2 separate regions of the Mus musculus genome follow, and region 1 is linked to region 2. A link is a contact called in public promoter capture Hi-C data. All regions are on one chromosome and are shown on one strand. Each heading gives the region's core, a stretch centred on a gene start, on an enhancer-like site or on the middle of the called end of the contact. The rest is flanking DNA. Distances are from core to core; before and after follow the strand shown.

Region 1 (5,555 bases), core at 1,577-4,076, 320 kb after region 2:
AGATCCACCTGTCTCTGCCTCCCAAGTGCTGGGATTAAAGGTGAGCACTGCTCAGCTTGTTTTTGTTTTTATTACAATTTCTGACATGAGCAGTCTGCCACATTAAAAGGAATTGCCGAGGACTGCGAATGTGGCTTAGTGCTACCAAGCAGGGAGTTCCTAGTTTGATTCCCAGTTCCCCCTAACAACAATGTAAATCAAAACTCTCCAGCTTCAAGGTTCTGATTTAAAAAGTCCCTGTGGGCCCTGCGAAATCGGCACAATCAGATTTGAGTCCCTCACGGCTGGGCAGCAGGTCAGAGCTGGAGGCCATGCAGGAGACGGGTCTCAGAGCTATGATGGCTCCAACCTCTGGAGGGAGCTGTCCCACCCTTGTGATGGGAAATGCATCTGTCCCCACTGCCCCTCCTCTTCTCTCCTGTCTCTCCTGAAGAGTAACGTTGGCGTCTGGTTGGTTCAGGTTGTTCGACCAGAGAAGAAAGGGCTCTGGAAAAGACTGAACCCTTAACAGAGGAGATGGAGGATCCAGAGCACCCAGAAGGAATGAATGGTAACCCCCCAAGACCCCCCACCCCCATCCCAAAAGACAGCAGAACGGAACGGAAAGCTTCAGTAGTGCCAGAGCCAAACCACAAGACGAGCAACATGAAGGAGGCCAGGAAGCTGACTCCCTTTCTTGACTGGTGTTAAATCTCATGTCCAGCTGCACACGAGGGGAATGAATGGTCCAACCCAGACATTAGTGCATATTTCCTGGAGAAAGCAGATCCCAGGTCTGTAGTGTGTTTGTGCCCTTGTTAGGCAAATCCCAAGGGAATCGCACAAATGTGCTGACTTCCGAGGATTTAGTCAGAACAATGACTTGGGTCACTGGGACTTGAAGCGGATATGAGCTACAAGGAAAGACAAAAATAAGTTCCGTAAGGGGAAAGAGCCTAGCAGAGCTGACTGCACTTCACTCAAGGTTTACAAACCCAGAGCCCATTCACTGCAAGCATCAAAAGCCTTTCCTGGTGGTGGAAGTTACCTAATCACGCCCGGGCTGATGGGCAGGGTACATAAGACTCCTTTCCCTGGCCTTTGCTGCTTTGTCCTCACTCTTGAACTAATTCTCCTAATGTTTCTCATCCCTGACTGTATGCATGGCTTGGGTTTAGAGAGGCACACAGACTCCGATTTAGCCTGATGTTGGCACGAGAGGGTCCAGCTTCTAGGCGCCCCTCAGGTACCACTTTGCAAAGCTGATGTTGGAGACCTGAATCCTCACAGAGCTGGTTTGCAGGCTAAAGTAACTCTAGAAGATCCTCCTCCCAGAGTGGTATGATAAGGTTCCATTTCAGCTTTAGTTGTGGCCAGGAGACACAGGCAGACAATGCAACGGGAGTTGGGGACAGAGCAAGGGACCATTAGTTAATTAGACTTAATACTCTGACAGTAATCTTGACTCTATAAGTGAACTTCGGAAAAGATGCTGTGGTGGGGGGTGGGGGGTCACGGGGAGGGGGAGAGTAGGTTGGTTGATACTGGAAAGGGCACGGAGCATGGGGAGGAAGGAGTTACGATGAGGAAGAGTAGGTTGTCCTGGCTTGAGGAGTCAGGGCTGGTGCCAGAAACCTATGAAGATCCGATAGACTGAGCCTTGAAGCAAAGACGGAACTCGGGGTTAACTCAATAATAGACAGGAGCTATTTCAGATGGGTATGGACCCTGGGCCCATACTTGCCACTTGTACACCATGTAGCCTTGATAGAACACTTGATGTCTCTCAGTCTTGGGCTTTCTAACCTATTGAAAAGAGCCTAGTTATATCTACCTATAGGACTATATGTGTGAAGTGAGGGATTTGTTGGGAAACATTGGAAACAGTGCCTAACTCACAGTAAGTGTGAAATCTATGGCCAGTGCAACTATGACTACTCCTGTTTTGATCTTCTTCACAAAGCTGCAGCCACATGGGCAGGTGAAGTTACAGCCAGAGCACAGGTCTGAAGGAAGCAGTGTGTTCATGAAGCACGGCGTCATTAACATGTGGTGTTTCTACAATGTGTTTTTCCCTCCAAGACTCCTTTTTTGAACGCGAGCTTCCAGGGCTGGTGCCTGGTGTGTGTGTGAAGAACCTGGTGAAGGTTTTTGAGCCCAGTGGCCGGCCAGCTGTGGACCGTCTGAACATCACTTTCTATGAGAACCAAATCACGGCGTTCCTGGGTCACAACGGAGCGGGAAAGACCACCACCTTGTGAGTTCTCTGCCAGAGAGGCTGTCTCCCATCCTATCATTCCCCGGCTTCATTCTCTCTCCCCAATAACTCCACTCTGTTCTTCCTTACTGAATTTCGGTGGAAACATATACACTCACACACACCTCCCACGGTGAGGATAAAAAGCCGTGGCTGCCCATGTCCCCGGGCTATTTTTATGTAGCACTCCGTTTCCTACCAATTAATAATTAGGATGCTTTAGTGCTGGTGTGGGACCTCTGATGGGATGGCTACCTTTCTGAGAAAGTGTAGGGAGAACAGTGAAGTAGACTCGCTGCCTGGCAGAAGGCCAAGGGCAGGAAGCTTTGAGGCTCTGGGTGGACTCCTCCATCCATCCTTTAGTTCTGGAAGGGGTGCGAGCGCCACCTGCTGAGAACAGGCAGTCAGGGCTCCGGTGCAGACCTCCGATGGGCCGATGGGCCGGTGGAGGAGGGGTAGGGGTCAACAAGCCATGTGACAGCAGCCATCAAATCCTTGGCTTGCAGAGCCCCGGGAAGGAACAGCAGTGTACACCCTGCTCCGGAATGTGCTCCCGGGCCTTTCAATGGGAATGGAATGCGGGGCTGGTGCCATTGGGCTTGGTACTGTTTCCCTCTAGTGGTTGATCAACATTTCAGCTTCGAAGTACAGGTTCAGATAGCATGCGATTTTATCAGAACTTGGGACAGAACTGGGCGTGGCATCCTAAGGCTATCTCCTTGCTAACTCACGTGGTGGGAGGACAGGAAACTCCATTCGAGACCCCAGGACCTCTAGAAGACAAACACATTACTTCACTCAGTGCAGAAACTAAACTTCCACTGGGGTCGGAACACAAGCGCTGTCCTAATGCTGGGAATAGCATAACATTTTAAGTTTCACTTTGTGCTGGGGCCTGTTTTTGTTTTGTTTTGTTTTTCAAGCATGTTCGATTCACTTAACTTAGACAACTACCCAAGCAGGTGGGAGACATGTTTTGTATAATTGAAGAAAGAAAAGAGAAATCACAACATTGTTCACATTTTTACATTTGGAATTCCCAAACGAATTTGTTTGTGTTAGCCAGTCAGCAGACAGGCTGCCCAGCTTCTCACTGGCATCAACTGAGCTTTGGAGAGTCACCAACCCTGCTTCTCCACTGTCAAGGGCTGCACGCCCAGGCAAAGCAGTGGGGCTGGGTCCTAAATCCCTTTAACTGACCACAACTGTGACTACGACAGTGGCCACAATGGCTGGCCACATCAATAGCCACGGAGCAACCACTATGACAGACCTTCACGGTGGACACTACCGCTGACCACAGAGTAAAACAACAGTGAACACTGTAGCTGACCACATCCGTGAATATCACTCTGACAGACAGTCATAATGGGCACCACAACTGACCACCACAGTGGCCATCCAGTGGGCACTACAACTGACCGCTGCAATGATGGCTGGGTGATGATGGGGTGGGGTGTCTGAGTCTGGGAATCCCCGAGGCTCTTGATACTGGCCCAGGAACACTTGGAAATAAAAAGTAGAGAAAGAAGGCCCTTGTGGTCTAGGCACTAGGACTTGAAGCAAGGCACTGGTGCTAAGTAAACCCTGTGTGGAAATGTTCTGGGCCCCTCAGCTACATCAGGTTTGAGTTTGATAGAGAGATAGGGCAGGTGTCACTACAAGCATCCTTCTGACCCTGTATGGGGTTACCCTCATCCCCTGGTGAGTTCTAACAACCATCTCTTCTGCCACTTAACCCTGTGTTCGGCAGGTCCATCCTGACAGGACTGTTGCCACCGACGTCAGGAACTGTGCTCATTGGGGGAAAAGACATTGAAACCAACCTGGATGTAGTACGGCAGAGCCTGGGCATGTGTCCACAACACAACATCCTGTTTCATCAGTAAGTGAGCTGGAGTTGAGATACTCCTGGGCAGGGGTGGGGCTCATTGGAAGAGCACTTGCCTGGCCCATCCATCACCCTGGGTTCTGCCCCCAGCACCACAGGAAAACAAAATATCTGTCAGAAACCCCTGTTGTATACTGGCTGGTTTCATGTCAACTTGACACAAGCTAGAGCCACTGGAGAAGAGGGAGCCTCACCTGAGAAAATGCCTCCGTAAGATCAGGCTACAGGCAAGCCTGTGGGGCATTTTATTCATTAGTGATCGATGGGAGAGGGAACAGCCCATTGTGGGTGGTGCCATCCCTGGGCTGGTGGTCCTGAGTTCTATAAGAAAGCAAGCTGAGCATGTGTCCTTCTTACCGGTTGGGACATCTTCTGGATATATGCCCAGGAGAGGTATTTCGGGATCTTCCGGTAGTACTATGTCCAATTTTCTGAGGAACCCCCAGACTGATTTCCAGAGTGGTTGTACAAGCTTGCAATCCCACCAACAATGGAAACAATCACCCATGGAAGGAGTTACAGAGACAAAGTTTGGAGCTGAGACAAAAGGATGGACCATCAAGAGACTGCCATATCCAGGGATCCATCCCATAATTAGCCTCCAAACGATGACATCATTGCATACACTAGCAAGCATTTGGTGCAAGGACCGTGATATAGCCGTCTCTTGTGAGACTAGGCCGGGGCCTAACAAACACAGAAGTGGATGCTCACAGTCAACTATTGGATGGATCACAGGGCCCCCAATGGAGGAGCTAGAGAAAGTATCCAAGGAGCTAAAGAGATCTGCAACCCTGTAGGTGTAACAACATTATGAACTAACCAGTACCCCGGAGCTCTTGACTCTAGCTGCATATGTATCAAAATATGGCCTAGTCGGCCATCACTGGAAAGAGAGGCACACTGGACAGGCAAACTTTATATGCCCCAGTACAGGGGAACGCCAGGGCCAAAAAATGGGAATGGGTGGGTAAGGGAGTGGTGGGGAGGGTGTGGGAGGCTTTTGGGATAGCATTGGAAATGTAATTGAGGAAAATACGTAATTAAAAAAAAATAAGAGGAGAAAAAAAAAAAGCAAGCTGAGCAAGCCAGTAAGCAGCTCCCTCCATGGCCTCATGGCCTCTGCATCAGCTCCTGCCTCCAGGTTCCTGCCCTGCTTGAGTTCCTGTCCTGATTTTCTTTGATGATGAAGTGTAAGCCAAATAAACCCTTTCCTCCCCAAATAGCTTTGGTCATGGTGTTTCATCCGAGCAATAGTAGCACTAAGACACCTGTATCCTGTTCTCCAATGCCCCCCCCCCAACACACACACACACACACACACACACACTTCTTTCCTGCCCAACTTAGCAATGCGTTTGTCTGGTCTTCTCAGTCAAAAGCCCTTGTCCTTCCAAATGTGAGGCTGTGCTCCTGGTGATCAGAGTT
Region 2 (5,835 bases), core at 847-3,346:
GAGGCAGGAGGATGAGGGTTTAAGCATCTTAGAACGTACATACAGTGAGATCCTGTCTCAATAGAAGGGAGAAAAACAGAGCTACATGGGCAGCAAGTCATCTCGGGCTAAACCTAACCGAGTTAATAACTGTCTCCTTAGAGGAGCGTTGTCAAACAAACAGCACCAGAAGACTCTAGGCAAGACTCTTAAAAGGGAATTCCTGTGACAGAGTCTTGTATGTAGTCAAATGGAAGTGAGATTTTAAAACTTGTATTCTAACTCTAAAATTGTTTTACCCAGCAAAATTGATTAAATAATGCAAACCACCCCCAAAAGTAGGTCATTTAAAACTTTTACCTCATTATTCTGTAATGGCGGTTTTCCACTTTTCTTACTGCAAAGGAAAAAATAAGAGAACTTTATTTGTTATATGCTTCCATAATTAAATTATTCTAAAATGTCAAAAAACATACAATTCTCCAAATGGTCATTTTCTTTTTTCCTAACCAAGAAGCAAAATTTATTCATTAAGAATAGTTCAGGGCTGGAGAGATAGCTCAGCAGTTTAGGGCACTGACTGCTGTTCCAGAGATCCTGAGTTCAATTCCCAGCAACCTCATGGTGGCTCACAACCATCTGTAATGGGGTCTGATGCCCTCTTCTGGTGTGTCTGAAGACAACTACAGTGTACTTACATATAATAAAGAAATAAATCTTTAAAAGAAAAAACAAAACAAAAAAAAGAACAGTTCCTATGTCTCTTTACAGGCTGGGTGTTTGCTTATGAAACACTTGGGCCCAGAAGTGTTTCAGATTTCATAGTTCTTCAACATTGGAATATCTGCTACATACATTTTACCAGATGTAAAAACCCAGGGTGCTCAAAGGTTTCATTATGTCAGATAATTTCAGGGCAGACATGTTTCATTTGTACTAAGTATTGTTTAGAGAAATGACTCATTGAATGTTAGGTTACTAGTATTATGAACAGTTGGTGGTGTGTGTGTGCACGCATGCGCGTGTGTTAACTCCCACATATCATGCATACTTTTTTCTGTAAGTCTTCCCACAGAATGGTGAAAATCTACCTGTCCATTCTTGAATCAAAGCTTGGCCACATAACTGCTAGCCAGTGGGATTTTAACAAGGCAACACAGAGCTGCATGTTGGGAGTAGGAGGCAGGACCCAAGTGCTGAGGTTTGGTCTTTTACTGTATATTATAATCTCATCCCCAAGATGAGAGTCTGCAGTAGACCTAAGTGAGCTATGTGACCTTGCTCCCAAGTTATTTCTGATTGGTAGGTAAAGATGCTGTCAGCCAATAGCTAGGCAGAAGAGACACAGGTGTGTGTATGGGGGGGGGGGGTCATTGTTTTCAGTTTCCCAGGCTTGGGAGTCAAAAGAGAACCAAGAGGGGAAAAAGGTGGAGGAGGAAGAGAAAGTTGCCACGGGTTAGGTGAGTCATGAAAACATGGCCCTGAGGGCTGGCCAACTGGAGTTAAAAGCAGCCCAGATGAAACAGGGTTAAGTAATAACTCGAGGTTATTGATAGGAAAGTAGATTCTAATAGCACAGAGGTTAGACATCTGCCCAGCCTTTGTGCTGTTTAAGGCTTACAGTAAATATAAAAGTTGTCTGTGTCCTTTATCTGGGAATTGAATGATAGAGGTGGGGTAAAACTCTGGACTGGGACTAAAAATCTCTACTACACTCAAGAAGCAGTTTATTTTGTCTCAGTTTCAGAGGCTGCAGTCCACCCTGACAGCAGAGCAGCATGCACCATGAAGAGCATGAGAGGGTGAAGCGGCAAGCTGCCTTCTGTCCCTTTACCCCAGTGTGGCAGGTCCACCCAATTAGTGAATCTCCTCTAGAATGTCCTCACAGACAGTCCTGCATCTGGATTTGGAGTGTTTCTCGACCAGTCATGCTGACAACTCAGAGTAGCCATCACACCAGGAAAAGCTTTTACTGTGTCCTCTCACCCGCTCAGCATCTGTACCCCTCTATCACATGAGTAACCAACTCTAAGCTAAAGGAGCTGGCTGTGTCTGTCATCTGCACGTTACAGGTGAGGAAAGCGGTCTGCAAGCAGCAGCTCAGGCTGGTGATCTGATTCCTCGTCCCTGCTCCCGCTCTCCCCAGCGCCATCAGCCTGGCTGACGCCCTGTCTGTAACTCACTATCCTGTACTCCTTCAACAAAACACTAACCACATTCTAAATTCCTGTTTGTGAATTTCCTCCCAGTACAGAGGTCTGACGAGGTGAGCAGTGGGTGCAGATTGGTTTCTCTCAAGTTAAAAGTGCAGCATACTTGGAATATGGACTCTGCATCCATGAACAGAAGGGGGAAAGCAAGTTTAGGCAGCACTCAACCAGATCTAACACTCAGCTAATCAGATAGATGTCCTGTGGTGGTTTAAATGACAACCATTCCCTACAGTTTTGGACATTGGAACACTTGTTCAAAGTTGTCTTGGTTAAGATGTTTTATCACAGCAGTAGAGAAAAAGCTAAGCTAGGTTCTAAGTAAGTATTGTAAAGAATGCTGTGTGATGAACTGAAATGTCTTTATACTTCTGCATTGCTCACTTATCCAAATGTATGCTGCTCTTGTGAACTCATGACCTGGGGATTCATGTGTCTGAAGCAGACTCTAAACATAGGCTGCACGCACATTGCTCGGAGGAAGGCAGTAAGACTCTCTTAAAAGGGGCATCTTTGTTGCGCGTCTCCAAGTCATGTATACGCAGGGGCCATGTACACGCAATCCTCTTCTGTCAATGCCTCACTGGGCTCAATCAATCTGTACATTTCATTTTCAGCATAAAGACAAACAAGACCAAGCAAAGCTACAAAGACAAACCTAACTCCAAGTCAAAGAATGGTTTTTAAGGGTTTGGTTGGTTGGTTGGTTTGTTTCAAGACAAGGTTTCTTTGTGTAGCCCTAGCTGTCCTAGAATTCCCTCTTAGACCAGGTTGGCCTCAAACTCACAGAAATCTGCCTGCCTCTACCTTTTAAGTGCTGTTATTAAAGGTGTGCGCCACCACCACCCAGATGTTTCATTTTTAAAAGTGCTCATGTTGGGGCTGGAGAGGTAGATCAGAAGTTAAGAGCACTGGCTACTCTTGCAGAAAGACCCAGGTTCAGTTCCCAATACCCACATGAAGGCTCAAAACTGAAACTCCAGTTCCAGGGGATCTGGTGCCCTTCTGACCTTCATGGGGACAAGGCACACATGCAGTACACTTAGAAACATTCAGGCAAGCCAGGCGTGGTGTGGTGGCGCACGCCTTTAATCCCAGCACTCCAGAGGCAGAGGCAGGCAGATTTCTGAGTTCAAGGTCAGCCTGGTCTACAAAGTAGGTTCCAGGACAGCCAGGGCTATACAGAGAAACCCTGTCTCAAAAAACCAAAAAAAAAAAGAAAAAAAAGAAAAGAAACATTCAGGCAAAACATTTATAAAATATAAAATGTAAAAACACTTCTAAAATAAAAATACATAAATCTTTTAAAAACAGTACTTAGTGTTATTGTTCATAATTTAAGTGTGTATATTATAGGATTGTTTAAAACACATTACAAACTATAGGACTGTTACAAAGCAGAAGTGATATCAGAATGAGAGAAAATATTTGCAACCATTCATTTAGCAATAAGTTGGCATTCAAAACAAAGATTGTTTTAAAAAGGCAAGCAAACAAATAATCCAAAAATTATCAACAGTCAATATTCAAAAGGCATATAAGTAGCTAATGGATACATCAAAACATGTCCAACTTTATTTATCAACAAAATGCAAATAAAACTACACTGAGAGCTAGAGAAATGGTCCAGCATTTGAAAGTATTTCCTGCTCTTTCAAAGGGCCCACGTTCACTTCTCAGAGACCACATTTGAAGGCTTACTACAACCTGTAACTCCACTTTTTATGGCTTCCTACTTACCTGCACAAGACATGGTACACATTAGCTCACACAGGTACACACATAAATAAAAAAAGAATAAATACTTTTTAACATTTACAGTGAGGGGCTAGCGAGATGGCTCAGCAGGTAAGAGCACTGACTGTTCTTCCGAAGGTCCTGAGTTCAAATCCCAGCAACCACATGGTGGCTCACAACTACCTTCTTTTTGTGTGTCTGAAAACAGCTGCAGTGCACTTATGTATAATAATAAATAAATCTTTTTTTAAAAAGACAGTTACAGTGAAATATACCTAATACCTAGTAGGATCACTGTCACCAGATAAACAAAAGAGTAATATCGGCAAAGATATACAGAAAAGGGAATTCTTGTACAGCTAGCAAGAATATAACCCTGGGTTATGAAAAAGAAAACACAAATTCCTCAAAAATTTAAAGTAGAATTCTTAACATATAATCCAGCAATTCTACTTGTGGGTATATAATCCAAGAAAACAGGATCAGAATTCTGAAGTAGTGCCTGCACTCTCATGTCCACCCCCAAATCAGCTCTCCCTGTGCCCTGTGCCACTGCCAAATGGCTCTCGCCATGACTTTCTTCCTCTACATCTCCACAGCATTCTGTTTAGAGCACACACCTTGAATTAATCTCACCTGACCTAATATACAACCCACAGAAAACCTGTCAACCTTAAGCAATAAATATCCAAGAGCTAGTTCCTCAGAAATGAAGCAGCTGGTACTCTAATCCTAAAGGAAGAATACGGGCCAGCTAGGGCTGTGCCTGCCTTTTAACTCCAAGGCCGTGGAGACTGAGGCAGGACAGGAAGCCAGCCTGGAGTTCACAGTGAGGCCCTCTCTCAAAATTAAAAACCTAAGAGGAATACAAAAGCACAACAGAAAAAAATCATTACAATTTTAAAGCAGGGAGTCTTTCTCTCTGGATATCTTATAAAGTAATTTAAAAACTTGGGTGATATGTCTAATTTCCTAGAAAAACATAAATTTCCAAAACTGATCACCTATTCAGGAGGGAGATAAAGAAAAAAAAATAAAAGTAAGGGATTGGAAAGATGAGACATTAAGAAAATTGTCAGATAACACCTCCTACCCATCCCATCCCGAGAAAAAGCATCACACGCAAAGATTTATAAGGAAAACTCCCAAAGAACAGACAGCTTCAAAGTTGTAACAGTCACTGAGCATAACGTATTATAAGGCATTATATTTGCTTTATATTTGTTTCATGTATAATGTCACTACTAAAACATAACAAAAACTAGATTGTTCTTATCCTGTCAGTAGTTCTGGGTTTTACTTTTTAATTTTATACCATGAGATGTAGTTTGTATCTAAAACTTTTAAAAGAAGCACAGTTTCCAGAACAAGTCCAGATCCTACAGCACGGTACTGAAGCAGCTCAGGTCTGGCTCCTGCCCAATCAGGCTCACCTGCCCCTGAACACAGACTCTATGTGCTGAAGATACTCTAGCTTTAATCAGGTTAAACTGTGCAGTGACAGGTCTCTGACCACCCCCCCTTATAAAGTGTTAATCCATACGCTCTCACTCTGCACTGTCTTTACAAGTTACTGCTGCTGCTTAGAGTCTTCCTAGGCAGGCGTCATAGCACACACTTCTTGGTTCCCAGGCTGAACCAAGAAGACTATGAGTTCCAGGCCAACCTGGGTTACATAAGGATAACTTATTTCAAAAATCCAATCAGCGTTACAGAGGAGGCTCACTGTTAAGAGTACTTGGTACTCTCAGGAGGGGCCTGGCACCCAGATGGCCACTCAGCCATCTTTTATTTGACTTCTTGAGATAAAGGTCAGATTGGTCCTCCTCACATTCACTGTGTGCTAACAAAGGGATTAATATATCTCCTTTCAGTCTTAAACTGTACCAATCAGGATGACAAACTATCC

Evidence for each region. Promoter capture Hi-C pulls out the DNA fragments that hold promoters and counts their contacts.
Region 1: a contact with region 2 is called in a promoter capture Hi-C map of liver, with 2.4 times the contacts expected there. The contact joins two enhancer-like sites. A contact is called at or near these places in 6 of 39 promoter capture datasets (the 3T3-L1 cell line, the SN4741 cell line, cranial neural crest and 3 more), 1 of 15 datasets of contacts at CTCF or cohesin (the NIH/3T3 cell line), 6 of 484 Hi-C or Micro-C datasets (3T3-L1-derived adipocytes, the Patski cell line, bone marrow-derived macrophages and 3 more), 6 of 115 datasets of contacts at active chromatin or transcription factors (bone marrow-derived macrophages, embryonic stem cells and pancreatic cancer cells) and 1 of 9 other capture datasets (embryonic stem cells).

What each region holds. Positions count from the first base shown.
Region 1 is chr3:122,119,570-122,125,124 of GRCm38.p6, forward strand. It overlaps Abca4 (ATP-binding cassette, sub-family A (ABC1), member 4), which reads left to right. Exons shown (of 50, transcript NM_007378.1): 18 at 461-550; 19 at 2,062-2,236; 20 at 3,990-4,121. All of the region lies in intron 2 of Gm40138 (a long non-coding RNA gene), which reads right to left. Among named protein-coding and RNA genes, the nearest start is that of Gm40138, 4.1 kb to the right of the region's middle. Within about 2 kb of position 2,827, at least 175 of the 459 cell types and tissues checked have an H3K27ac peak or open chromatin away from gene starts, as enhancers often do. A contact at or near this core is called in liver, where this site is marked.
Region 2 is chr3:121,796,110-121,801,944 of GRCm38.p6, forward strand. Abcd3 (ATP-binding cassette, sub-family D (ALD), member 3) reads right to left here. Exons shown (of 23, transcript NM_008991.3): 2 at 340-376. Among named protein-coding and RNA genes, the nearest start is that of Abcd3, 16 kb to the right of the region's middle. Within about 2 kb of position 2,097, at least 7 of the 459 cell types and tissues checked have an H3K27ac peak or open chromatin away from gene starts, as enhancers often do. A contact at or near this core is called in liver, where this site is marked.